Linked DNA regions of Mus musculus: all the other regions are linked to region 3. The links are chromatin contacts, called in public promoter capture Hi-C and targeted proximity ligation maps. All regions are on one chromosome and are shown on one strand. The core of a region is the stretch at or near the end of the contact, and the rest is flanking DNA. Distances in the headings are between cores, read along the strand shown. Region 1 holds the start of Rin1 (Ras and Rab interactor 1). Region 2 holds the start of Cdc42bpg (CDC42 binding protein kinase gamma (DMPK-like)). Region 3 holds the start of Ltbp3 (latent transforming growth factor beta binding protein 3). Region 4 holds the start of Map4k2 (mitogen-activated protein kinase kinase kinase kinase 2). Region 5 holds the start of Peli3 (pellino 3).

Region 1 (4,152 bases), core at 244-2,743, 690 kb before region 3:
AGGCACTTCCTCACTGCCGTCAGGAAGGAAGTGCTGGTGGTCCTTTTGGTTCAACTCCCTTCAGAAGTTTCCCATATCCCACTAGGACCCTGACCCTGCATTTACTCTCGCTCGGAGGGTCCTGGGAGCAGCTGGTACCTCACGCAGGATTAACATTTCTCTGCAAAGGCAGGGGGTTGCCTAGTAGCTCTTCAGTGTTGCTGCTGGCCCCTGACCCTCTGCCACCACTGGCCTGGACTCCTCTGCTCTCCTTGGGATCTGCACAACTGTGGCCCTGAAGCCGACCTGGCCAAGCAAGACTGTGGTCTCCATCCCTGACCAGCCCACTCCCTCCCAAAGAATAACTTCTTCAGCGTCCCCCCACAGAGAGACCAGGCCTCATCCAGAGTCACAGCAGCAGTCCTCCTGACCTTGAACCCTGGCCCTCAGCCACTGAGCCAGGCCCAACTGTAGGAGGAACTCTCAAGCAGACATGTTGGGCCTTGTCCACCCTGACTGCCGCTGGAGAGGACGGCTTCCCAGGCTTTCTCAGGGCTATTCCTGGTGTCTGCCTCTCAGATTCCAAAGACTGGAATAAAATTTAACCTGGGACCTTGGTGTGGCTGATGTGTGGCTGCTGTATCTTAAAAGGGAATCAAGGCTTTGTGGGAGCACCTAAGACAGACTTTGCTGGGGTCCCTGTAGTTTGTGACTTAGAGAAAAGCCTGGGAGAGGAAGTTGGGACCAGAGCAGGAAGCGCCGCATGGCACAGGCAAGCCAGAGAAGCACATGGCCTTGTGTGGTGAAGGGACTTTTGGACATGCCTGGAGGCCAGGTCATGTCTGCACCTGCCCCAGACACTCGGCAGATTGGCAAGGCAGGCTAGCTAGCAGGGCCTGTGTGTGGGAGGCAGCTAGCAGCAGCACCAAGTGCTGTCGACCTCACAGCCACACTCCCCCTCTGGTTAACAGTGAGTGTCAGAACCACCCCCAGAACCTCAGTTAAGCAAAGAGCTTAGTTTCCATGGAGACACAGCATCCTTTCTCCATAGCAACCTGAAATCACAAAACCCAAGTTAGGTTCAGGAATGAGTCATCTGCAACCAGTAGGGGGTGCTCTCCCACAAGGCTGACCTTCCCCCCCCCCCGCCCCCCCTTTGCAAGGCTGGAGCCGATGAGCCAGTGACCACAGACTTCTTAAGGTGACCCAGGGGTGTGGCTTGGGTCTATGGGAACTTGGCTGATCCAGCCTAACCCCTCCCTCCCCCACTGCCTAGTGTGAGGAGGCTGCAGGAGGTGCTGTGTGGGGGTGGTCCTCCCTTAGCCGGGGCCTGATGATGACACTGGCATGGAGGGCTTCTCTGCCATTCAAGACTGTCTAAGAGTAGAAGAAGTGGACACTGGCTACATGGAGTGGACATACAAGAGTTAACTGGCGGGGTGTGACAGGGCGAACCGCCTTCAGGAAGTGTTACTCACCGCCAGGAATGTGCACGCCTGTGCCTTGGGGGTTGGATTGTCTTCCTGAGTCCCAGGAGAAGCCGAAGGAGCTCCCAGCCATGGAAGACCCTGGTGAGACCGGAGCACACCCTCTGGGAGCCACCAACCTGAACTTTGTACCTGGGCACCAACAGAAAGAAAAGTTAGTAAAGTTGGGGGGTCAGCCAGGTGCATCGGGTGAGGGCAGATCTAGGAGGAGCTGGCAAGGACAGGATAGATGGGAAGCCCAGAATGGGAAGACGTGTTCACCCCAGGTCTGGGTGTCTGCCCCCAGGCCATCTACAGACCCACTGTATGACACACCTGATACCAGAGGGGTACAGGCAGGCGGGTCCCAACAGCCAGCACGTACTGTGAGCCTTCGGGAGCGGCTGCTGATCACCCGGCCTGTGTGGTTACAGCTGCGGGCCAACGCTGCAGCCGCGCTGCACGTGCTGAGGACAGAGCCTCCGGGGGTGAGTCTCTCCCTTTCCTCAAGGCCTAGCCCGCCAAGGATGGGAGGGAACCAGCCTGGACATGGAGGACCAGAGCCTCCTAATCTCGTTCACTCACAGACCTTCCTGGTGCGGAAATCTAACACTCGCCAGTGCCAGGCTCTGTGTGTGCGGCTGCCAGAAGCTAGTGGCCCCTCTTTTGTCTCCAGCCACTATATCGAAGAGAGTACTGGCGGTGAGGAGGGTGGCCTGGAGGGCAGGGGCTGGAAGACAGGCAGGGGAGGGAGGTCCCCAGAGAACAGCCTCACTCCCAATGTCTCTCAGGTGTCTCTTTGGAGGGCTCAGAGCTCATGTTCCAGGACCTGGTGCAGCTCATCTGTGGATACTGCCGTACCAGGTGAGCCTGCCTGGGGGGCACCTGCTGAGCCCTGGGCCTGCTTCCCTGGACTGCCTGTCCTCTGCATCTGAACCCCGCTCACTCCTGACTGCTCCTTGCTCTGTCCTTAGGGACATTCTTCTCCTCCCTCTCCGACTCCCCAGAGCCATTCATCAGGCAGCCACCCACAAAGAGCTGGAGGCCATCTCCCATCTGGGCATGGGTAAGGGTACCCTGCAGCCTGTTACACAGATGGACACACAGAGGTCAAATGGGGGAAGGAAGAGCAATCAAGATTTTCCTTTGTGGGCACCCTGCAGAGCCAGCTCTGAGCACCCCCCCCCCCCATTGGTTTCTCATTGCTAGAGTTCTGGAGCTCCTCACTCAACACCAAGGACCAACAGAGGCCTTCGGAAGCCCCACCCATACCCCGGCTGAAGGCTCGCTCCCCTCAAGAGCTGGATCAGGGCACTGGTGCTGCCCTCTGCTTCTTCAACCCCCTCTTCCCCGGGGATCTGGGCCCCACCAAACGAGAGAAATTCAAGAGGAGTTTCAAAGTGCGAGTGTCCACCGAGACCTCCAGCCCTCTGTCTCCACCTGCTGTGCCGCCTCCCCCAGTCCCGGTGCTTCCAGGGACATCTTCCAGCCAAACGGAAAGACTGCCCCCTCGACAGCTGCTGCAGAGGGAGAGCTCAGTGGGATATCGTGTGCCAGGAAGTGCTGCCAGCCCTTGTCTTCCTCCCCTACCTTCCCTTCAGGAGGTGGACTGCTGCTCTCCCAGCAGCTCAGAGGAGGAGGGCTCTTCAGGAAGCCCTACAACCTCCCCACGCCTAAGCCGCCCAAGGCACCGGCGGCCTCTGCTTCGGTCCATGAGTTCTGCTTTCTGCTCTCTGCTGGCACCAGAGAGGCAGGTGGGCCGGGCAGCCACAATGCTAATGCAAAACCGATACACAGCCGTGGGTCAGCTAGTGCAGGACCTACTGACCCAGGTTCGGGCTGGTCCCGAGCCCCGGGAGTTGCAGGGCATCCGCCAGGCCCTAAGTCGGGCCCGGGCCATGCTGAGCGCAGAGCTGGGCCCTGAGAAGCTGCTACCACCAGAGCGGCTGGGTAAGGCCCGACCCCTGGCCTCCACAGGTTCATGTCCCTGGCTCTCCATCCTCCTTTGTCCTCCTCTCTCCTTGCCTTGGGTGCCTAGTGACTGCTGCGTTCCCTGTGCCCCACCCTCACTCCCTTTCTCACTTACTGTTGCACTGAATTCCCCGTCCCTATCCCCACCTTTCTCCCTACCTCCTGTCTTGGCCAGGGCCTCCTGCTCTTCCGGGCTTCTTTCCCCTGACTGCAACCACCTCTTCTCCGGCAGAATTGGTCCTGGAGAAGTCCCTGCATCGCTCTGTTCTCAAGCCTCTTCGACCCATTCTGGCTGCCCGCCTGCGGCGCCGGCTTTCCGCAGATGGTTCCCTCGGCCGCCTAGCTGAGGGCTTCCGCCTGGCCCGGACCCAGGGGCCTGGAGCCTTCGGGTCCCACCTGACTCTTTCTTCCCCAGTGGAGACAGAACAGGTGCGCCAGAAGCTGCTGCAGCTCCTTCGTGCCTACTCACCTAGTGCCCAGGTCAAGTGGCTCCTGCAGGCCTGCAAGCTGCTATACACAGCCCTGAAGAGCCAGGCAGGTAGGACCCCCACCACCTTCCCCTGTGCCACTCTTTCTGAGTAGAAACCACGCATCACCTCCCTCCACAGGGAGCCTGTCCCAGAACCCCAGAACTGCAAACAAGATAGAAGGAGCCCACTCTCCACCCCAGGAACTCTAGAGAATAGTGCCTTTCTGCCCTGTAACCTTCCCTGAGGTTGCTATGATGCTCCTGGTC
Region 2 (4,148 bases), core at 379-2,878, 570 kb after region 3:
TTGATGCAAGGACCTTGCCAAGAGCGGAGGCCTGGGCAGTTGGCCCTTGACTGACCTTTGTGACTAGAGAATCAGCATTACAGGAAGGGTCCCAGCCTCCTAGTTCTCCATGACGACTTGCAAATACTAGACACTCATTCCTCCCCTAGTCTCTGGCGCCTCCTTGTGGCTTCTGTGGGCCCCAGCCCTGCCCTGTGCTGAGGAGGTTCAGAATCCCTGAGAGAGCCAGTAGGCTCCATCAATTCACCCTGTAATCTAAGAACTAGGAAGTTGAAGCAGTACGCCTGGGAATTCTGGGTCATTCTTGACTACATAGTGTGTTCCAGATCAGCCTAGTTTATATGAGAGGATAAAAACAACACCAACAACAAAAACCGTAAATCCAAACTCCAGTCTGCCCTCCCTGACCCTCCCTTGGCAGTGCCATGGCATTGAATTTGAATCCTGAGTCTCTTTCCCAGCCTGATAGATCTGGAAAGAAATATATGCCTGTGTTTTCCCCATTTCAAATTGTGGACCTCATGGAGAAGGGGCTTCTGTAAAGATCAAATGAGAGACCTACAGTGGTTGGTTGGTTTTTTTTTTTTTTTTTTTTTGTTTTGTTTTTTTTTTACAGGGTTTCTCTGTATAGCCCTGGCTGTCCTGGAACTTACTCTGAAGACCAGGCTGGCCTGGATCCCAGAGATCTACCTGTTTTTGCCTCCCAAGTACTGGGATTAAAGGCGTGCACTCCCACACCACCACCCCAACATAACCCCTGTAATGTTTCTAGACCCCGTTAGATGGGATTTGGGTGTCCCACTCACTTTGCCCCTGCAAACATTCAGAATGCTTCCTCCCTCAACGCTGATGACTCGATCCTGTCAAGGTCTTCAGCTTGCAGTCTGGAAGGAGAGGCAAGCCCTCTAAGTAGGCCTTTAAACAAGTTGTTCAAAAGACACCAGAGCACCCTTCTCTTTGGTATCTGGCCTGTCACCATCAAGACCAACACAGATGGCCAGAAATAAAAAACCTCCCTGGACACAGCCAGCACCTCCACCTCCTTTGCCTCCATCAGCACATCTCAAACTTCTTGTGCCCTCCACGTTCCAGTTCAGGGCCTTGTTCCCGCCAAAGCCTTGAAAATCAGTCCCATCTAGGTCCACACGAGAATCTAGTTTCAGAGACCCCCTACCCTCAGCCTTCCAAAGCCGCAGTGTATTCATGCTAAATGAGTGTGCCCATCCTACCTCAACTACATGTCTCTGGGTTAGTTTTAAGGATTTAAAGGAGATCAGAAACTTTTGGGGGTAGATGGGTGTGTTGCCTTAGCGCCGCTTTCAAACCGAGGCCAGAGCGGACTACAACTCCCATCCGGCTTCAGGGCCGCAACCGTCCCTAGCCCCTCTGGCCTGGCTAAGGGACAGGCCGCTGGCCGGGTCCCGCGGGAAGTTGCGCTAGGCTCTGTCTAGGTTAGTGTCTCATGAGGGTCTAGGTGGCGCTGGGACTGGGGTGGCACCGTGATCAGAGGGGCCTTTTGCGACCCCAACGGACCCCCTCCAACCCCGCCCAGGAGTTACTTTTCGTGGCCCGCCCTCCCACTTCCTGGACGAGGGTCGGCCCCGCCCCCGCGCGCCTCCGCCTTCCCACCTTCACCTTCAGCCGCGGCTCCCATTGGCCGGCGCGCACCTGCCCGTCCGTCGGGGGCGGGCTTGGAGGGCGGGGCGGGCGACCAGGTGAAGGAGCGCGGGTGGCGACCGAGGAAGGTGACAGCGGGGAGGGCGGGAGGGAGGGGGGAAGCCGCGCAGAACGAGCCACGGGACCACAGACGGACCGCCGGGCGGACGGACGGACGGGGCATGCGGGCGGCCTGGCTCTAGCCCGGGTTTCGGGGCTCCAGCGGCAGCCATGGAGCAGCGGCTGCGTGCGCTGGAGCAGCTGGTACGGGGCGAAGCTGGTGGCAGCCCAGGGCTCGACGGCCTCCTGGATCTGCTGCTGGGGGTGCACCAAGAGCTCAGCAGCGCCCCCCTGCGCCGGGAGCGTAACGTGGCGCAGTTTCTGAGCTGGGGTGAGTGGTCCGGGCAACACCCGGGAAGGGAAGCTGGAGGGACGACAACACCTGGAGCTTTGTGCCCCCAGACCTTTTCCCGGGAGTGGCATATTCCTGAAACTTCCTCATTGTGCTGTATCTAACGCTTGCCGTTGGTCTCCACAGCCCGCTCGCTCACCTGCACCTTACTTCAAACTCCCAGAGACAGGTACATAAGGTACACTTCCCACATACCCTGCTACAGACCCCAGACATGTTGCCAATACACATCTTTCACAACGGTCACCTCATGCTCTACCTAGAACATACATTTAGGCGGACACCGTTTTGTGTGACATAAACATACAGACTTTCTCTATTTCCTCCGTTCTTCAAGAGGACGGGCACTTTGTTCTAGGACCCCTCTCACCTGTCACACACTCAAAAGTCCTCGTCCTTCACCTTGCAGACAAGTCTCCTTACTTCAATCCCTAGCCGGGACCAAGAACCAACCTCAACCCCTTTGGAGGATTTGGGGTCTTGTTAGAAGTGGTTTTATTTGATTCGTCTGAATCCTTGGGAATGGCTGACTTAGGGTGATCCTAAACCCAATGTGGGCACTGGACACATCTGGCCAGGCTTTGGTGAGGAGGGCATGGGAATTGGGCCTGAAACATGGGGTGTTTACCCTGTAGGCGATCAGAGTTCTTGGTGCTCCTGAGCTATGGGCAGACACAAGGCTAGGCCAAATATGGATGGGGGTCTACCAGCCAGTCCTGCCATTTCTTTCTGGGGTGAGAGCAGTTAGACGGCCCTGCCCCCGTTGCCTGCCTGTTTCTCTGTGACTCTTCTGTGTTTTACAAGTGTCTGATTTGTCATCACTCCCACATGACACCTGTACCTGGGTGTGTGCATGTGGCACATGTGTGTGTGTTTACACATATGTGTGTTTCTCCCTGCCTGCCTCTGGCACCTCTGCTTGGGACCCCAACACAGGGCATGTCTGTTGACTTCTCCCGAGGTAACTCCAAGGCCGGGTGTGACTCACGCCTCTCCTGCCCCAACTTGTCCCTGCTCCTGCCCAGAGCCCCCACCCCTTCTGGCAAGACAAAGGTATTAGGCATCCTGTCCAGGAGGTTGGATCTGGGCACCAAGTTTGGCCAATGTGGCTGGTGGTCACCTCTGATATTTCTGCAGGCTGGCAGCTGCTCCTCCCTGGCTCCATGCATAAACCTGGGAAGAGACAATTAATTTCTGTAGTGAGGTTTGCACACCTCCCCCGCTGTGGGGGTTCTGCCTGATAAACCTGTGGAACAGCTCTCTGTCCCACCCACAGGCCCGCCCAGCTGGCAGGGAGTTTACCTTCTGGCAGGGGGAAACTGAGGCAAGGTGCCAGATCGTAGATGTCCCCCAGTCCTCACTGGTCACTCCTGTCTTCATCATTTCCCAAGACTCGGTGCCCTTCCCCCTGGCCTACAGCCACTTCAGTTATGGGGAGAGCCTGGGAGTGGTTGGACCTAGCCCTTGCGGAGGTGGTGGTAGGGCAAACAGACTGTGATGCGGGAGGAGGTTCCTGCCTGTATAAGCCCCATCCAGAGAGGGAGGTAGGGCTCTAAGTGGCAGGGCTATCAAGCCTGGAAGGAATCCTGTGTGCTCACACCCTCAGGTGCTGGCATTGGGCACCAGGTGAAGTTTTTGGCCCTGTTTGAGTGTCTTGTGAGTACCTGAGCAGGCTGGTATCTGTTCCTGACCCAGAGGCCCCACTTGGGGAACACAGAGCCTGTCTTTCTGGAGCACTGTAGAAAGTGTCCTCCCTGCCCCCAGGGGCTACCCCAGGCCTCACCTCCAGCCAGATTGCTCTGTGCTACAGGGTCCCCAGACCCAGGCCCACAGTTCCTGAGTGGCAGAGAAACTTTCTGGGGACAAAGAATGTCACCTATCCAGTTTCCCAGATAGGCCCCTGGGCTGGCCTTGAGGGGTCAAAGGCTGTGAACTAGGGGTGAGAGTGGTGTCTTTATTGTCTCTAGGGTATTAGGCCCCTGGCTAAAGAAGACCACAAGGTCCCTCTGTGCCTCATAAAGAGACTACTTGGAGTCTAGAGCCCAGGAAGGTTCTGAGGCTAGGTGGTCCACTGAGTCAG
Region 3 (4,163 bases), core at 1,074-3,573:
CAAAAGAAGTATTTCTAAACAAAAATAAAAATCTGAAGTTGATCTCTGGTCTCCACTAGCAAGTGAATACACACAAACCCCCCACATGTGCACAAGTCCCCCTCCCATATACAGAACTACACAGACATATACACACAAAATAAATAAAAGACAGCTCTGACAGCACACACCAGGGGAGGGACGACAGCTGGGGAAGACCTGCCTTAATGGTCTGGAATGGCCATGGTCTCCTTGGCCTTACAGAATTGTCTTCTACAAAGATGGCGGCTATGGATGGCTGTCAAGAAGGCTGGAAAAGGCAGTAGAGCATGGTGGCCGAGTGTGCTCAGCTGCCTCAGTTTACCCTGCAGATCTGCTCCACTTCCCTGCAGTATATTAGGTGGTCATACTACTGCACTGCCAGGACCAGCAAAATTGGAAACAAGAGGAGATTAGAGATAGCATCTATTGCTTGGGCTCCTTTCTGACAAACTGCAAGGAGGGACTCAGGGGTCTGTTGAGGGCCCACAGTTGTCTGAGGTCCGTCCCCCGCCCCCCCCCCCCCCCCCGCCCTGCAGCTTCAGGTCCAGGGTTCTCTTCAGTTAGCCTGGGCATATAAAGGCTTTTCTCATAGTCTCCTCAATGGTGATGAGTAAGGTCTTCCCTCCGATATTAGTCTGTGAGTACAGCAGGAGGGGGTGTCTTTCCTAGACAGTCTCTCCACCCTGCTTAACTCACCAGCCTGAAGGGTACCAGCCACTCCTTGCTGAGGCCCTGAGAGCCTAAGGAGTCTACCAAAGATCACATCTGTGGACAGTCACTGCCAGACGATCTAAGCTGGACTCATTGCTCCTTCCTGACCCTGAGTCCCTGCAGCAGCCCAAGACAAGGGTTGTCTCCACTCCCACTCACAGCAACACATGCTGCTGGTCATATACTCCTTCTAGAATGTTCCTTTTGGCTTTTCCACATCAAGTTCCTTTCATGTCACTCTGACGCCCCTACTGGGTCTCTGGGATAACTATCTCTCCTCCCTGGTGCACAAGAATGGCAGCTTGCCTGTTTCTGTGGGCCCTTCTCGTGAACTACTGAGTCACCTTTCCCACAGAGTAACATTCCCTGTGTGCTCAGGAATGAGCCTATGTTCCAGTCTGTCATGGGCTCAGGTGTCTCTGCTCAGAAGACTTGAAAGGGACCTCCATAGTGTCCCTCTCCTGTCTTTTTCTCTCACCTGCCAGGGGATGAAGCCAAACCCTGAGACCACATCACCTGCTTCTCTGTATCATTTACTTCACAATGGCGCGACTTTCCACAGTCCCAAATCAAACAGCCACATCCTTCCAAGAGGTGTGCGGTGGGCAGATCCTCATCGGCCCTGATACAGTGCCCGCTGATCCAAATTCCTCACAGTGACTTACATACCCACTCAGACCACAGCTGCACTGCCCTCTGCCCTTCCCACCGTGTTGCTCGCCTGGCTTTTCCTCTGACTTGGAAAGGACAGCGGTTTTTTTTTTTTTTTTGGTTTGGAAGTTTGTTTGTTTGTTTGTTTTCTCACTCTTGACTCTGCAAGACTCATTGCAGTCCTTTTCACCTTTCTCGGCTTCCCAGCATGCCCCAAGGCTCCCCTCATTACTTCCCTTCACTATGGAAAAGCGTGTTTGAAGGAAGCTGTCCCAGACCCCCACAGCCCACCACTCCTTTTGTTTCACAGTTGGGTGACTAGATCTCATTCCATGGGCAAGAATTCCAAGGCTTGGAGAGCACGAGATTCCAAGCCTGGACTGTTTGACAGCGCCTTGTTCCAAGGTGAGCCTCTGCCTACTCTGCACAGGGGAGGGTCAGGTTTACACCAGTTCAAAGGAAAAAATGAATGTAAGAGCGCTCAGCACCACTCCTGCCAGGTGGAAAGTATTCAGTGTTACTGTTGCAACAGTGTTACTAGAGCAGGGGGAGGGGTCCCCCCTCCCAAGTCCTCCTAGATTCTAGCAGCAAGGAATCCTCTTGGGACACAGAGGTCACCCCCTGCCAGCATTGCAGCAGTAGGCTGTACTGAGCAGCGCCTGAGCTACTGAGCAATTCAAGCAGAACTCATCAAATGGCCTCCCTCAGTCCCTCCGAAGCTACCCAAATAAACTCAGCCTTAAAGTAAAAAAAAAAAAAAAACCAAAAAACAAAAAAAACCACCATTAGCTCTTTGGAAAGGTGTGCCTAAAGCCGAGCCCAACCCCCTCTTCCCATCAGATTACCACCCCCTGATTCCCCTGGAGAGGGCCTGGCATGAACCAGACTTGGCATGGTTCTGACCCTGGTCACCCTTAGCCCTACTAAGTTCTTTTGAGTCAGACACTGGATCCTGGGGCTTCCTAGCACGTTCTCACAGTATTGTCCAGATCCGGGACACCACAGCCTCCCCTTTCAGACCAGTGAGTAAGTCTAGCTCTTCTACAGCCTTGAGCAAATTCAAGACCCTTCCCCACCCCCCTGTCAACCCCTGCCCCAGGGCCCTGCTGGGCTTCTCCCCAGCCCCCTGAGCACTCAAGTAGCACTCCCTTCTCCGGCTGTTAGCCTGGGAAGGGGGCCAGGCCCTGAGCTCAGACCTTGGCGATTCCAGAGTGTCTGAGGCCCAGAGCCAGCGCCGCCAGCCAGGCCAGACGAGGGGAAGGGGGGAGGTGGCAGGGTGGGCACCAGGAAGCCCTCTAAGGAGCGGGGGGGGGGGGGGGAACATTGGCAGGGAAGCCAGGTTTCTAGCTTTGTTCTTTCTGCTCTTCTTCTTGAGGCCACAGGGTTCTCCCCGGCCAGTAAACCCTGGCCAGAAGGTGCTCTCTCCTGCTTAAATCCTTTCCTTCGAGAGAAGACAGGACCAGGAATAAGGACCCATGACTTCAGGGCTTCGAGAACCCCTACATGTACAAAGGCCAATGGGCAAAAGTTAACAGACCTCTGATCCTCCAAGCAAGGACCATCTGCCTCGGTTTCCCCATTTTGACCAGGTGGAAAAGTAGTTGGGCGGGGGAGGTGTGCACAGGCCTCTGCACCCCGCCCGGAGGAATCTGGCGGAGTCCCCAGGTGAGGATTCTTCTGGAAAGAACCCAGGTCGGTTCCTGCGCGGGGCGGGCACCTAGGGGGCTGCCCCCACTCCAACCGGCGCCCTCCCTGCCGCACATCGTCGCTTCTCCGGGCAGCAGCGAAAGACGCTTGAACCAGAAGGAAAAAGAGAGAGGAGAAAAAAAAATTGTCTCCCTGGCCCCGGGCCAGCGTCCCAGCCCCCCTCGCCGCCGGCGCGCTCCAGCCAGGGAAAACAACTGCTCACTTCTCCCTGCGTCCTCCCCGCGCGCTCCCTGCTTCCCGGCGGCCGCGGGAGAGGAGCCCGGCCAGGGGGAGGCGCGGAGCGGGCTGGCCGCCCGGCCTTCCTCTCCCCTCGCTCCTCCTCTCCGCCTCCACTTGCTCCGGCCTCCTCGCTGCGGCCTCAGTTCGGGGCCTGGCTGGGTTTCTCCCGGCCAGGGAAGTTTCTTCGCTCTACCCTCAGTGCAGCTTCCATCGCTCTCCCTCGCAACGGGGATCCCGGCCGCTCCTGCTGTCCCCTCCCTACCCTTGGCTTCTCGCCCCGCTCTGCCCTCTGCTACCAACACTCGATCCCCTGCTCGGGCTCGACCTCCAATCTCCGAGGGTCGTGCGGCCCCGGATGCCCGGGCCCCGAGGGGCTGCCCACGGCCTGGCCCCTGCGATGCGCCAGGCCGGGGCATTGGGGCTGCTGGCACTACTCCTGCTGGCGCTGCTGGGCCCCGGCGGCGGGGCCGAGGGTGGGCCGGCCGGCGAGCGGGGCACAGGCGGGGGCGGGGCGCTGGCCCGCGAACGCTTCAAGGTGGTCTTTGCGCCAGTGATCTGCAAGCGGACCTGTCTGAAGGGCCAGTGTCGGGACAGCTGTCAGCAGGGCTCCAACATGACGCTCATCGGAGAGAACGGCCACAGCACCGACACGCTCACCGGTTCTGGCTTCCGCGTGGGTGAGGGCCAGGGGGCTCTGGCTGGGGACATAAGGAAGGGCAGGCAACAGCACCAGGCAGGAAACAGAGTGGAGCATTGGGGATAAGAGATGGGGAGCTGGGATACATCGATCGCGGATCTGGGGCCAGGGCTCTGAGAGGCTGCGGTCCATGGAAGACAGAGTGAGGTGCTGGGCT
Region 4 (4,019 bases), core at 1,042-3,541, 600 kb after region 3:
TTTGAAGTGGCCAATGACGTCATCCCCAACCTGCTGAAGGAGGCGGCCAGCCTGCTAGAAACAGGCGAAGAGCGGACTGGGGAGCAAGCCCAGGTGAAGGGCTGGCCTCCATTGGCGCACCCTCCGTCCGGGGCACATTGATGAGACCGCAAGGACAGGATTGGGAATTCTCTTTTGCTGGAGCTGATCCCTGGGCGAGGGTTTGAAAGGATTTTAGGGGGTTTTAGAGCTAAAGCTTTTAGAGAAATGGGTTGATGGTCCATCTCTCTGATGGTCAGGTTCTAACCTGGGCTAGGCTGTAGGTGAGGAAAGGCACGCCCCTCCTCCCCTCACTCGCACTAAGGGTTGGTTTTATAAAAGGAAGGAGGTCCTGCCTGCATTTGCCTTCCCTGAAACTGAGGCTTTGCCCAGGTGGAGGGAGCCTGGCCTGCACGCTCTGTGACCTCTGCTGTACCTTCCCTCTTATCCAGGGCACCCAGGGCCAAGGTTCTGCTCTCCAGGACCCAGAATGCTTTGCCCACCTGCTGCGATTTTATGATGGCATCTGCAAATGGGAGGAGGGTAGCCCCACACCAGTACTGCACGTAGGCTGGGCAACTTTCCTTGTGCAGTCCCTAGGCCGCTTCGAGGGACAGGTGAGAGGGGCCTATCCAGGGCATGGGAACTACAGGTGGTGACAGTAGTTGTAGGGGAGTGAGGTTACATTGCATGTGTATGAGTACAGATGAGAGGACACTGCTAGAGGGGTGGCCAGGAGCTGAGCCTAGAGGTCCCACGGATGATCCTCAGCCTTTCACTTGGCTTGCGCTTTTGCTCAGGTGCGGCAGAAGGTGCACATAGTTAGCCGGGAAGCAGAGGCGGCCGAGGCTGAAGAACCATGGGGGGATGAAGCCCGAGAAGGCCGTCGGCGTGGTCCCCGAAGAGAGTCCAAGCCTGAGGAGCCACCACCACCCAAGAAGCCTGCATTGGACAAGGGCCCGGGCTCAGGACAAAGTGCAGGGTCGGGACCACCTAGGAAAACGTCAGGGACTGTCCCAGGTACTACCCGCGGTGGCCAGGAAGTCGGCAATGCTGCTCAGGCTCCAGCACCTGCAGCATCGCCACCCCCAGAGGGCCCAGTGCTCACTTTCCAGAGTGAGAAGATGAAAGGCATGAAGGAGCTACTGGTGGCCACCAAGATCAACTCGAGCGCCATCAAGCTGCAACTCACGGCACAGTCGCAAGTGCAGATGAAGAAACAGAAAGTGTCCACACCCAGCGACTACACACTCTCTTTCCTAAAGCGGCAGCGCAAGGGCCTCTGAACTCTGATTCTGTGGCAAGGCCCCAGGCCTGCCCTCACTCCCAGCAGGCTTCACCCTCATCCTCTAATTCAAGCCTAGACTCCGCCCTCAGTCCTAGGGGACCCAGAGCTGTCCTGCAGTGACTAGGAGCCTTCATTTAGCCCCTCTTCAGGCCCCAGAGCCCTGGCTCAGTTCTTAGAATGTAGGTGTCATCCCCACCAGCCGGCCAATTGGAACCTCATTGTAGGTCCAATCCCCCGAAATTCAGTGGACCATGACAGGAGCCCAAGTCACGCCTGAACAGTAGGGCATTCCTCCCACTTGGGGGCTAGATTGACCTTAGCCCCAGAGCACAGTTGCTACCTGGAAACCAAGGACCATTCAGTCCCTAGGGGTAGATTTCCGCACTTTATATAGAGTTCCATCCTTTGGGAATCCAAATCCCTTACCCCAAAGAACTTACATATTGCTGCCCGAATTTGGAAATCTTCCTCGTCTCCCTAGCCCCTGAGTACAGGACATGAAGCTCCGACTCTTATCTGTGAATACTGAGCCTCGCCCCCTTCCTGACCAAACTGGCGCAAGAACAGAGCAGGACCTCTTCCAGCCCTCTGGGAACCTCCCTGAGGTCCCAGGAGGAAATCTGCACGGGGTGGGGGAGGGCCAGCCTCTTCCTGTTTTGTACATAGATTTATTTTTCAGTTCCAAGAAAGATAAATGCATTTTGTTAAGAAAAAAGAGAGATGTATGTATGTGTTTCATCTGAGAAATCGGGGATGGGGCGGGAGTGGATATCTGCTTTTGCTGTTTTAGGATTTTGAACTTTATGCTCTGCACCTGTAGCGCGGCGAGAATTGGGAGGGGTACCTAAGCTCCGCCCCTGCTTCTGGGACTTCCCCGCGCAACCAGGGCGCCTCCTCTCGGCCAGGCGGGCGGCGGGGCAGCCCCGGGCTGGCCCCGCCCCGGGCTGGCCCCGCCCCTACGGCCTCCGAGTCTCGGCGCTGCCCCTGCCTGCCCGCTCGCTTCGCCCCGCCCCACCCCGCGCCGCTCCGCGCCGGCTCCGCAGCTTGCGCCCGCCGGCGGGTCCGGCGCCGGGCCATGGCGCTGTTGCGGGACGTGTCGCTGCAGGATCCGCGGGACCGCTTCGAGCTGCTACAGCGTGTGGGGGCCGGGACCTATGGCGACGTTTACAAGGTGCGCTGAGCGGGGCTGCGGGACGGGCGGGAGCGCAGGAGGAGGGTGCATCTTCACGTCCCGCCGCGGGAACCCCGGCCCCGCCCCCTCCTCACCCCGCTTCTCGCCCCTAGGCCCGTGACACCGTCACGTCCGAACTGGCCGCGGTGAAGATCGTCAAGCTAGACCCAGGTGTGGGCCCGGGTGGGGCCTCTGTGCTCCTGGGAGGCGGGCGGGTGAGCTGGCGGGGGCAGAGAGTTAACATTTTCTAGACCCCCCCGTGAAGCCGACCCCAGGAGAAACTAAGGTTTGGCACCTGCTCGGCAAGGAGAGAAATACTCTATGCTCATTTTGCACATAGGGACAGAGTCTAGGCTATTCGTTCCCCCCCCCCCCCCATAATGCCTTGTGCTCCCCAGGGGACGACATCAGCTCTCTTCAGCAGGAAATCACCATCCTTCGTGAATGCCGCCACCCCAATGTCGTGGCCTACATCGGCAGCTACCTCAGGTGAGGTTGTTTATCCTCTTACCCTCTTGTGCCTTGCATTGTGCCACCCCAGCTCTCTGTCTCCCCAGGAATGACCGATTGTGGATCTGTATGGAGTTCTGTGGAGGAGGGTCACTGCAGGAGATTTACCACGGTGAGATCCAGACTCCATGGACATGGCCTTTCCCGATCCCAACATAGGGGTAGGAAGGCATCCTTCTGGCTGCACTTGGACTCCTCTTAGCTTCTGACTGGCTGTGTGACCTTGAGAGAAATACTATCCTCCTCTGGGCTCAGTTTCCCAGCCTGAGTCTGGAAGAAATTTGGCTAACATCACTTTGCTGTAGTGGTGCCTGCTGCTCCCCACTCTGCAGGGTGGGTAGGGAGGGTCAGCATATCCCTCAGGCTCTTTCTCTTCAGCCCCCATTCTGTATGTTTCAGCCACTGGGCCCCTGGAAGAACGGCAGATTGCCTATGTTTGCCGGGAGGCACTGAAGGTATGGGGCTCATAGGCAGCACCCATTTTGGAATCCTCAGGAGTGTGGGCCCAACACATCTGGCCAGTGGGAGATTGGGACCTTGGGATGGGCTGACTCAGGGGGTGGAGGTCCTAGCAGGAGGGGGCCCCCCAGTTCTGTTGCCGGAAGCAGCCTATTTCCCTCTTGGCTCATTCACTTCCTGCTTGGGGAGAGGGGTGGAGGAAGCAGCTTGGGTGGGGGGCCCAGTCCTGAGGAGGGGCTCAGAAGAGATAATTAGTGCAAAGCAGCTGTCCTCAGAGACTTCTGTTTGTCTCCAGGGGCTCCACCACCTGCATTCTCAGGGGAAAATTCACCGAGACATTAAGGTAGGGGGTCAGCCAAGGGCATGGTTCAAATGAGGAGGAAGCCGCCAGGCACCTGACACAATCCTTTCTGTGTGTTCCCCCAACAGGGTGCCAACCTTCTGCTCACTCTGCAGGGTGATGTCAAGCTGGGTCAGTACCCGGGGGACACTCAGGGACCATAGAACTGAGTGCTGGAGATCCCAGTCACTTTACTGTTTGAGCCTCAGTGTCCCCATTTAGAAGATGTAGCA
Region 5 (4,531 bases), core at 539-3,038, 800 kb before region 3:
CACAGGAAAGTTTGACAACTTGCTGAAGTAGAATTGGAACCTTTTGTGCAGAATCAGAATTCTTTATCCCACACTTACACACAGTAGGTGCTTTACAGACTCTTTTTTTGCTATTCTTTTTCTTAGCTGATTACAAACTGTGGTGAGCAGCTTTAAGAATTGCCTCCGGCTGCTGGTTGTGGTGTATACCTCTAATCCCAGTACTTGGGAGGCAGAGACAGGTGGATCTCCGAGTTCAAGGCTACCCTGGTCTACTCATCAAGTTCCAGGCCAAGGCTATGAGAAACCCTGTCTCCAAAACAAAACAACAGAAATGGGTTTGATCACTTTTGCTCTTCTTCTGGGAAAGTGGCAAGAAGCAGAGAGTCCTGGGAGAGCAGCCGGTGCACACTGTTATCTTGGCTGACCTGAGGGACAGTTACCCAAGCACATCACTCCTGGACTAGGGAGGCTCACCCCAGAACGATGAGTTCACCATACTTGATGGGCTCCTCGCCTGCCAGTGCTTCTTCACCAGGACAAGACAGGATGCAAGAGCCCTGGCTCCCCGGGTGCTGGAGGTCTGAGGTCCGGGGGGATCCCACGTCAGGGTTTCCTTCCAGCACCATTCTGAGCACAGTGGGAGAAGAGAAAAGAACCTTGCAACTTCCCACCCCAGCTCCTCTCAGGCTCTGGCTAGACACAAGGCAAGAATGGTCCGTCAACACTTGTTATTATAACTACTTCCTTTCCCCCAAATGGTGAGGTTGCTGGGATACCAAGGAGGGAGACTGGTGAGACAAGACCAAGAAACAAATGGCAAAATCAGAGTCAGAGTGTTTGGTCGGTTAGAGCAATATACCAACTTTGGATGGAATGTGTTTGGCAGAGGGGCAGCCAGGACTTAAGAGACCTCTAGACTCAGACTTAATTCCTGGCTTAAGCTCTTAACCCCAAGACCTCAGTTAAGCTCTCTGTCAGGTTCTTGGGTGTCTGTCTTCATTCTAATCTTATTGCCCTTTTTGCAGCAGGTCTAGGCCTCTGTCAGTCTGTCTGTTCTCAATGACTCTCTGTCCTCCCAGCACGTCCTTTTCTGCCTGTTCTCGCCCCACTCCGGTCCCTACTTCTATCCTTCCTCTATCTGTCTGCCTTTGTCTTACCACCCACCTGACTCAGTCTCCCTATCTTAGCCTGGCAATGCAGGCAGGCCTCCAGATCCCTCCCTCCCTCAGGTGTCTGTCTGTGGTCCTCAGGCCGCTTAGGTCTCTGGAGGCCTGTGGGGGCGGCGCTCCCCAGTCGGGCACCTCCTGCAGCAGAGTCAGTCGCCCGCAGGCTGTTAACAGCCCCAACGTTGGAAGGTCTGCGCAGAGGCAGGCCTGCACCCCGTGCTCGGGAAGGGCACAATGACAGCATACGCAGATACACACCAGGCGGCCCCTCACAAATACGCGCGCGCACGCTGTCAGTCCCGCGGGCAGTGCCTAGACTGGCACAGCATACCCAAGAACTCCTACGGCAGAGACGCGCCTCCGCGCTAACAGCCACAGGCGCCAGCCCTCAGACCCGCTCTCTTAACCCCGCCACCCCCAGATACTCAAACACGCCCCCAACGCACGCCCAACACAGCCCCCCGCCCCCCACCTCGCCAGCCTCACCTGGCGGCGTTCTGGGGCTCTCTGTGTGCTGCTGGCCCCCACCCGCCTCACCTCTACTGCGCCCCGGGACTGCCGCGGCGGGATGGGCCCGGCCCGCGGCTGCTCGGTGCAGCCTCGTCACGGGGACACCCGAGGCCCGGAGGAGGGAGGGATGTGCACACAAACCTCCACGCCCCACCCCTTGCCCCACGCCCCGCCCCGGCTCCGCCCCTAGAGGCCCCACCTTACCCCGAGGCTCCGCCTCCTGCGGCTTAAGCCTGGCTGTAGTCTGGGAAGCCAAAGAGGTTGTCTACAAGACCCCTCTCTTATTCCAGGCTCCGGACACCTCACCCTCATTCTGGGGTCTTCTAGGTTCTCCCCGAGACCGGAGCCTCCTTTCACACAGTAATCTAGAGGCTCCTTTTCCCAACCTAAGACTAGCGACTGCCCACCCGCTGCTCCAAGACCCCGCCTCCTTTATGGGGAAATCTCGGAATTACAGAGAAGCCCAGAGCAAACAGAGGGAAGGAAACTACTAGAAGAGGCGGAGGAAGGTGCATCACCCGTGGAGGCTGAGGAAAGCCACTGCGGTTGTCTCGAGTGCAGATCTGTCTTTCAGTTCAGCGCGACCACTTTCTCTCTGTGCAACAATCAGTGAGCTCTGGCCTCCTTGGTGTCCAGAGACATGAATCACTGACCTCCCCTCCCAACAGCATGCTTCTATCCTTTGCAAAGCCTCAAAGGAAAGCCCACTTTGGGGTGCTCGGTCCCTCAGGGCCACAGGCTTTCTTCTGTCAGTACCAGGCTCTCTGGGTTGAATTTGGGCAAATTAAGTCCTGTAATCCTTGGAAGGCGGGTACGATAATTGTGGCCTGTCACCCCTGTCCCCGATGCCACAAAACAGATTTACAGAAATGGCTTGCTACAAAGGAACCAAGAGAGGATCTGGCCCATGGCTTCATACACCTTGATAAACACTTTACCACTTACCAACATCTCCAGCCCTTGAACGACTCATTATTTTTTTTATATTAAATCTATTTTCATGTATATGAGTATTTTGCTTCCGTGTATGGTTGTGCACCACTTGTATGCCTACCTGGTGCCAACAGAGGCCAGAAACTCGAATTCTCTGGGACTGGAGTTACAAACAGTTGTGAGCCACCATGCCAGTGCTAAGTATCAAACCCAGAGCTGGGCAGTGGTGGCGCAAGCCTTTAATCCCAGCACTTGGGAGGCAGAGGCAGGCGGATTTCTGAGTTCAAGGCCAGCCTGGTCTACAGAGTGAGTTACAGGACAGCCAGGACTATACAGAGAAACCCTGTCTAATAATAATAATAATAATAATAATAATAATAATAATAATAAAAACCCAGGCTCTCTGAAAGAGCAAGCAGCCATTGCACTTAGCCACTGAGCCATCTCTAGTCCCCTTACTTTGTTTGCTTGTTTGTTAGTTTTGAGAGTCTCACTGTATACCCCTGAATGGCCTGGAGCTCACCATGTACATCATCAGACTAGCCTCCAAAAAGCTGGAGTTAAAAGCAAGGGCCGCCAAACCTGATGAACTCCTGACTTTGAAAGCTGCCATGAACTAGAGATGGACTCAGTTGTGCAACTACCAAACCCAGACACTATTGCAGATGCCAAGAAGAGCTTGCTGATAGGAGTCTGATATATAGCTGTTTCCTGAGAGGTTCTGCCAGTGCCTGGCTAATACAGAAGTAGATGCTCACAGTCATCCATTAGACAGAGCACAGGGTCCCCAATGAAGGAGCTAGATGAGGTACCCAAGGAGCTGAAAGGGTTTGCAGCCCTATAGGAGGAACAACAATATGAACTAACTGGTAACCTCAGAGCTCCCTGAGACTAAACCACCAATCAAAGAAAACACACGGAGAGACTCATGGCTCTAGCTGCATATGTAGCAGAGGATGGCCTAGTCGGTCATCAATGGGAGGAGAGGCCCTTGGTCCTGTCCCAGTATAGGGGAATGCTTGGTCCAGGGAGTGGGAGTGGGTGGGTTAGTGAGCAGGGGGTGGGAGGAAGGGATAGGGGATTTTCGGGAGGGAAACTAGGAAAGGGGATAACATTTGAAATGTAAATAAAGAAAATATCTAATAAAAAGAGAGAGAGAGAGAGAGAGAGAGAGAGAGACTCAGTTGTGGTCTCTTCTGCTTAGTACCTCCTGGTCTGGAACGATATCCCAATGGCCAGTTAACCCCTGAATTGCTCATTTGTTCTGAGGCAGTTCAGGCTACCCTTGAACTCAGAGGACAACCTTCTGAGTCTCCTGCCTCCGCTTTTCATTTTTCCCGTGCCGGGATTACAGGTGTGAGGCACCACACCTAGTTTATTCAGTGCCTGGGATCAAACACAGTGATTCACAGGTGCTAGGCTAGCACTTTACCAACCAAACTACACCTCTGCCCTAGCCCCAGAGTTTGAAATGTGTTTTCCGAGGAAATCAAGGACCTATGCGCAGAGAACATGGCCTGTGACTCCTGCCACAGAGGATGAGTGGAAGTTGACTCACTTGTTCCTAAAAGGGAGCAAATGCAATCTCACCCCCAAACTCCCAGACTCTCTAAGCCCCACATCCATTCCACTAACTCCCTGCCTAAGACCATGAAAAACACCAACTGCTTTGCCAACTGTTTTGAGCCAAAGAAACTCACTCGTTGGTCATAAAGGAACTTCCTCGATGCCACTCAGAAGGCCACACAAATCCCTCACTGGAGGATGGTTTCTACTCTGAAGGCCTGTACTATAGAGGCAGTCCCCCTTCTGTAACCCAACACCATCCGCCAGAGACTTATTATTATTCAGTTTACATCGAGGAAATGGGTCCCAGAGAGGGAGGGATGCTTGCTTCAGGTTTCACAAGTACAGAGCCAACAATTGAAACTCCCATTGTT

What was found. Capture Hi-C pulls out chosen DNA fragments and counts their contacts.
Region 1: a contact with region 3 is called in a targeted proximity ligation map of pancreatic cancer cells. A contact is called at or near these places in 3 of 39 promoter capture datasets (cranial neural crest and liver), 2 of 130 datasets of targeted methods (embryonic stem cells and pancreatic cancer cells) and 1 of 9 other capture datasets (liver).
Region 2: a contact with region 3 is called in a targeted proximity ligation map of embryonic stem cells, with 5 times the contacts expected there. A contact is called at or near these places in 1 of 39 promoter capture datasets (pre-B cells), 1 of 484 Hi-C or Micro-C datasets (the G1E-ER4 cell line), 3 of 130 datasets of targeted methods (embryonic stem cells and pancreatic cancer cells) and 2 of 9 other capture datasets (embryonic stem cells and liver).
Region 4: a contact with region 3 is called in a promoter capture Hi-C map of adipose tissue, with 3 times the contacts expected there. A contact is called at or near these places in 5 of 39 promoter capture datasets (embryonic stem cells, hippocampal neurons, liver and 1 more), 3 of 130 datasets of targeted methods (astrocytes, embryonic stem cells and pancreatic cancer cells) and 2 of 9 other capture datasets (adipose tissue and liver).
Region 5: a contact with region 3 is called in a targeted proximity ligation map of pancreatic cancer cells. A contact is called at or near these places in 1 of 39 promoter capture datasets (liver) and 1 of 130 datasets of targeted methods (pancreatic cancer cells).

Annotation. Positions count from the first base shown.
Region 1 is chr19:5,049,322-5,053,473 of GRCm38.p6, forward strand. It overlaps Rin1 (Ras and Rab interactor 1), which reads left to right and starts at 1,494. Exons shown (of 10, transcript NM_001374051.1): 1 at 1,494-1,620; 2 at 1,753-1,933; 3 at 2,033-2,147; 4 at 2,237-2,309; 5 at 2,420-2,511; 6 at 2,655-3,395; 7 at 3,649-3,954. The coding sequence starts at 1,538. It overlaps Brms1 (breast cancer metastasis-suppressor 1), which reads left to right. Exons shown (of 10, transcript NM_134155.3): 10 at 86-591. The coding sequence ends at 93.
Region 2 is chr19:6,304,829-6,308,976 of GRCm38.p6, forward strand. Cdc42bpg (CDC42 binding protein kinase gamma (DMPK-like)) reads left to right here and starts at 1,629. Exons shown (of 37, transcript NM_001033342.1): 1 at 1,629-2,047. The coding sequence starts at 1,888. It overlaps Gm52380 (a long non-coding RNA gene), which reads right to left and starts at 1,718. Exons shown (of 3, transcript XR_003952842.1): 1 at 1,636-1,718; 2 at 807-884.
Region 3 is chr19:5,738,577-5,742,739 of GRCm38.p6, forward strand. It overlaps Ltbp3 (latent transforming growth factor beta binding protein 3), which reads left to right and starts at 2,324. Exons shown (of 28, transcript NM_008520.3): 1 at 2,324-2,409; 2 at 2,759-3,986. The coding sequence starts at 3,665.
Region 4 is chr19:6,338,869-6,342,887 of GRCm38.p6, forward strand. Map4k2 (mitogen-activated protein kinase kinase kinase kinase 2) reads left to right here and starts at 2,292. Exons shown (of 32, transcript NM_009006.3): 1 at 2,292-2,477; 2 at 2,591-2,648; 3 at 2,876-2,966; 4 at 3,035-3,099; 5 at 3,387-3,442; 6 at 3,742-3,789; 7 at 3,876-3,918. The coding sequence starts at 2,382. Men1 (multiple endocrine neoplasia 1) reads left to right here. Exons shown (of 10, transcript NM_001168489.1): 8 at 1-93; 9 at 471-635; 10 at 819-2,026. The coding sequence ends at 1,304.
Region 5 is chr19:4,941,304-4,945,834 of GRCm38.p6, forward strand. Peli3 (pellino 3) reads right to left here and starts at 1,789. Exons shown (of 7, transcript NM_172835.3): 1 at 1,635-1,789; 2 at 457-609. The coding sequence starts at 608.